Regions from separate parts of the Ovis aries genome. Here region 1 is linked to region 2. Evidence: chromatin contacts called from public Hi-C data. All regions are on one chromosome and are shown on one strand. The core of a region is the stretch at or near the end of the contact, and the rest is flanking DNA. Distances in the headings are between cores, read along the strand shown. Region 1 overlaps TSPAN5 (tetraspanin 5). Region 2 holds the start of TSPAN5 (tetraspanin 5).

The links. A called contact is a pair of places that touch in the nucleus more often than the background predicts.
Region 1: a Hi-C map of hypothalamus shows a contact between it and region 2, with 1.8 times the contacts expected there. The contact joins the enhancer-like site here to the promoter of TSPAN5 in region 2. A contact is called at or near these places in 2 of 16 Hi-C or Micro-C datasets (hypothalamus and tail adipose tissue).

The regions. Positions count from the first base shown.
Region 1 is chr6:26,560,444-26,563,143 of ARS-UI_Ramb_v3.0, forward strand. The region is part of intron 1 of TSPAN5 (tetraspanin 5); the gene reads left to right. Among named protein-coding and RNA genes, the nearest start is that of TSPAN5, 58 kb to the left of the region's middle. Within about 2 kb of position 1,393, at least 2 of the 54 cell types and tissues checked have an H3K27ac peak or open chromatin away from gene starts, as enhancers often do. A contact at or near this core is called in hypothalamus, where this site is marked.
Region 2 is chr6:26,502,162-26,504,861 of ARS-UI_Ramb_v3.0, forward strand. TSPAN5 (tetraspanin 5) reads left to right here and starts at 1,309. Exons shown (of 8, transcript XM_004009684.5): 1 at 1,309-1,763. The coding sequence starts at 1,683.

The DNA of each region.
Region 1 (2,700 bases), core at 143-2,642, 58 kb after region 2:
CTTCACAACCTAGATAGCATATTCAAAAGCAGAGACATTACTTTGCCGACTAAGGTCCGTCTAGTCAAGGCTATGGTTTTTCCAGTGGTCATGTATGGATGTGAGAGTTGGACTGTGAAGAAGGCTGAGCGCCGAAGAATTGATGCTTTTGAACTGTGGTGTTGGAGAAGACTCTTGAGAGTCCCTTGGACTGCAAGGAGATCCAACCAGTCCATTCTGAAGGAGATCAGCCCTGGGATTTCTTTGGAAGGAATGATGCTAAAGCTGAAACTCCAGTACTTTGGCCACCTCATGCGAAGAGTTGACTCATTGGAAAAGTCTCTGATGCTGGGAGGGATTGGGGGCAGCAGGAGAAGAGGATGACCGAGGATGAGATGGCTGGATGGCATCACTGACTCGATGGACGTGGGTCTGAGTGAACTCTGGGAGTTGGTGATGGACAGGGAGGCCTGGCGTGCTGCGATTCATGGGGTCGCAAAGAGTCGGACTCGACTGAGCGACTGAACTGACTGACTGATGATACCAGAACCACAAAAGGACAGTACCAGGAAAGAAAGCTACAGGCCAATATATTTTTAGGAATGTGTACAATGGAATGTAATTCAGCCATGAGAAATGAGGAAACCCTTCCATTTGCAACATGGGTGGACCTTGAAAGCATTATGCCAAGTGAAATAAATCATACAGAGAAACACAGATCCTGTATGGTCTCATTATATGTGGAATCTTAAAACCCAAATTTCGAGAAAAAGGGTCAGACTTTTGGGTACCAGAAGCAGAGGTGGGGGGAGGGGAGTTGGAGAAAGGTGATCAAAAGGCATAGATTTCCCATTATAAGACAAGTAGTAAGGGATGTAACATACAGCAGAATGACCAGAGCTGACACAGCTGAATCATATATAAGGAAGTTGTTGAGAGTGTAAATACTAGGAGTTATCATCACAAAGAGAAATTTTTTCCCTTTTTTTCTTCTCTTTTTATTGTATCTGTGTATGAGAGGTTGGATGTTAGTTGAACCTATTGTGGTAATCATTGACATCTATAGATCAAACCACCATAAAGTAGGTCTTACACAGTGATGTAGGTCCATTCTTTCTCAAAACTGGAAAATAAACTATTCAAATCAGGGAGAAATACTCAGGGGAGAGACTGAAGGCAGCACTGTGTGAATTTTTCAGTGGGTAAAAATAAGACACTGCATTTATACAATCTGTTTCCTCTGTAACAGCGGTGAAGTGTTAGAATGCTTCTCTTCAGGAAAAGAAAAATCTATGTCACTTAATATAGACAGTGAAAACCATTGGCGTTCTGGGTGGGGTCAGGAGACCCAAGCTTCATTCTGCCCCTGTCAGCCTCTAGTGTTGGGAGCTGTTCTCTCACAGATGGCTGGTCCTCCTGGTGATGCAGGGGGCAGGGACGGGGAGAGGGGGTGCCGGGGCCCTTTAGCTCTGTGTGGAGCTGCGCTGCTGGGCGTGTTAGTGCAGGAAGGACCCCATGTGGCTTGCTGCAGAAGAAACCAACCATCTTCCTTACCATTTCTCTAGCAAGAAGGGACCCAGATGGGGTGCAGGGTCGGTGAACACCTTAAATTACGTTAGATGGTGTATATTTGAGGGTGTGTATTTTTCTGGAGGAGAAGTCCCATGGCTTTTAAAAATCGGAATCCTGAAGGAGTTCAAGGACTATAAAAGGAAACGAAGGATTCCTGTCATAGGTACGTTTGTCTGCAATCGGGGAAGAGGATGTCTATGTAATGTAGTAGAGAATTCCATGAATTGAAACAGGTTTTTTCCCAGTCACAGTCTAGCAGCTTATGTCTAGCATATGACTCTATAATGCATATGGTTCCAAAGTTAAACTCTGACGGTTTCTCAAAAAATAAAATGCCATTTTATTAATAGTTACAGTGTATATAACTTTTACTGCAGGCATTACAAAAATTTATCAAGCTGTACTCTAATTGTAGGCAAAAATATATTTAAGGAAGATTGTAACGATGTAACTATAGGCAACAAGACTGATAAAATACAAATAAATGTACCAAATAATTTAGGCTGCTGCTGCTAAGTCGCTTCGGTTGTGTCCGACTCTGTGTGACCCCGTAGACGGCAGCCTACCAGGCTCCCCCGTCCTTGGGATTCTCTAGGCAAGAAGACTGGAGTGGGTTGCCATTTCCTTCTCCAATGATGGAAGTGAAAAGTGAAAGTGAAGTCGCTCAGTCGTGTTTGACTCTTAGTGACCCCATGGACTGCAGCCCACCAGGCTCCTCCATACATGGGATTTTCCAGGCAAGAGTACTGGAGTGGGGTGCCATTGCTTTAGGCTGATGAAGTTACTGCAAATGAGCGTTACATTTAAGTTGGAGCTTCCTGGAAACCAAGGTAAAAAGAGAAACATGCTGGGTATTATAATTCTTTCTTAAAGAAAGCAAATTATTATTATTATTATTTTTTAAAATTTTAATATCTTTAATTCTTACATGCGTTCCCAAACATGAACCCCCCCTCCCACCTCCCTCCCCGAAAGCAAATTATTTTGGTAGGTGAGATACTGTCTGTGGTTGATTTCTAAAATTTTATAGCATATCTCCGTGTATGTGTCATCGTCTATGCTTTTACCAAACATAGGGAAATGTCCCCCCACCCCCGCTCCCCACCACTTCTACAGTTGTTTTATAGGGAAAGTCTTTGTGTGGAATAC
Region 2 (2,700 bases), core at 59-2,558:
TGCAGATTTCTGTGCCTGGTACCAGGTTTCACTGGTATGGTGCTGGAAAATTTCCCTGATCTCATCTCTTTGCAGCTTTTTCAAGCCTTTTTTTAAAGGCTTGAAACACCCACAGATGTTTACACACAGTTCTGGGCAGTTCTTCATTCTTTTTTCGTGAAATACTGATACCTGCTTGCCAGCACCTATGACAGTGCCCCAGGAGGAAGGCAGTTACATAACCAATGGGCACACATGCTCAGGTAGGGCTCCAAAATAATATCCAGCTTCATTCTCTCCTTCCTCAGAGGTCAAAAGCTTAGTCGTTCATGATCCATAAACCCAATTCAGATTCCCCAGAAGACCATCCTAGAACTCCAGGATTGCTCCTTAGAGTGAGGACCGGTCAGGGTCCTTCGGCACTATTCCGTCTTGTGGGGGCATCTGCAGTCCGGATTTCTGTCGCCGACAGGCCCTAGGGCAAGGATCCTGTCGTGAGTCGGATTCCTTTGGGCCATCTCTCCTACCTCGTCCCCGTCTCCAGGATAAGCCTCTCTCTCTCGCAGGTGGGGAGGCTGAGTTGGAGCCACATTCAGGGGAATTCAGGGGACTTTCCTATGCAATCCTCCGGGTTCGTTCCCATTTCCCGTCTCTTCCCCCACCCCTTCCCTGACATCTCATCCTTCCCCTTTGCTCCTTCCAAAGTCTGTGACCTCTTTCCTCTCCGCCTCGGTGGCCCCGTGTCTTTTCTTGCTACAAAACCAGGTGGTGGAGCAGGGGGTGTGAGTGAAGCTACACCCAGAAGGATGCGCGTCCTGCAGTGGAGCGCAGGGGGAAGGATTCGTCCTGAGGATCCCAACTCAACCAGCTCTCTCACCCCGAAGCGATCCTTTCCCCCAGGTCCCTCCAGAAGCTGCCTGCTGCCGCCGGTGGCAGACGGGGACCATCAACTCCAGTCACTCCTCCAAGGCTGCTCCCACTGGGCGCGCTCTCCGGGCATCCTTACACCTCCCTTCGGCCTGCCATCCTCCCTACCTACCCGCAGTGCTCGGGGGTCCGCGGCGCTCCCGGCTGGCCTGAGAAGGGGCGGGGATGAAGCGAGCGGGAGGAGCGGAGAGCTCGGGAAGGAGGGGGCGGCGCGGCTGCGTTGTGCCTCCCGCCGCCCGGGAGCGCCCGAGCCCGCGCGCGCGCGCACCTCACGGAGGCTCGGGCGGCGGGAGGCGGGCGGAGCTGAGGGCGGTGCGGGCGGAGGAGCAGCCGGTCGAGCGGGCGGAGCGATCGGCGGGCGGAGCGAGGGGTGGGAGGGAGCGCGCGAGCGGGCAGGCGGGCGAGTAGCGTCTCCACCAGCATCCGCGGCGGTCGCGTTTGCCCGAAACCCGGAGGCTGACCAACGTCCAGCGGACGGGCTTGGGAGCTCGCCTTGTGCTGGGGGCCAGCCTCAGCGAAGCTCGGGGCTTGCAGCGTGCTTCCCTGCCCGCCCGCGGCCACCCCGGCTCCGGCGGCCTCGGCGCGCGCCGAGGGCTGGAGGTGCGGGAGCCACTCTCCGCTGCTCGGTCCCTGCGCTGCTCAGCCCGGGTTGGCCGCCGCGCCGCGGCCCCGAGCGCCGTCCCGGATCCCCTGCTTCCCGCCGGCTGCTCCGAGCAACGGTGCTCCGGGGCTCCAAACTCGGGCTGCCGGGGCAAGTGTCTTCATGAACCCAGAGGATGTCCGGGAAGCATTACAAGGGCCCTGAAGTCAGTTGTTGCATCAAGTATTTCATATTTGGCTTCAATGTCATATTTTGGGTAAGTTGGAGCGCTTCTGGGATTTCAACTATTGTGGCTGATCGATTCGCGACGATTTCGCGCACGTTGCTCTCAGCCTTTACTTTTCGCAGCCCCTCGGGCGCTTGTCGGAGCTCGCAGAGGCGTTTGCCTTCCGCCCTTTCAGCCTGCGCGTTGGAGAAATAAACATTTAATCCTTTCTAGGAACGCGAAAAGGTAAAAAGAAAAACGGAGCCGGAAAGGGGGCACCCAGGCCTTGAGATTGCTTTTTAAGGGACGAATAACGTAGATGCAGATGAAAGAAAGGGTTTGGCAGTTGGAGAAATGAGCAACCACTCGAATGAGATTTGCTCCCGGTGGAGTATGGATGTTGGGCAGAGCGTGGTGTCATAATAGGGAAGGCTGATCGGACAGAGTCGACCCTGAGGTCCACCTCTAACGGGGATCTGATTGGACGAGGGCTTGGCTCCGTGTTGCCGCGGCCAGTCTGTGCCATGCTCAGCGTGTATCTTCTTGCACCATCTCGGGCTTTGTGTAGGATGCAGATGCGGCGGTATATGGTTCTGTAATGTGCACGTAAATAACGCTTCCTGCACGCTCTTCTCTTCGTCTTCTTCGGGAAAGCGCTCCTTTTGCATAATGGACTGACCAGTGGGTGTGCGGGGTGGAGGTGTTTATTGCTCTGTCTGTATTATTGTCAGGATAATAACAAGTCACCATCAACATATGTTTCAGTGTGTTCGCACCTCACGACCTGCTTTTCAGAGGAGTGACACATAGAGCGGGCCGTTTTGGGGGAAACCTTGGAGAAATGCAGAGAAGGCGTACGAGACATGTTTTGTGGGGGTACCGGCAGAGCAAATGCTTGAATGAAAGGTTCATCCATGCTCTGCTGGCACCACAATACGCTGGGCACCTACTGTAATTAGGCTGGGATGCCTACTCTTTTGTTTTGTTT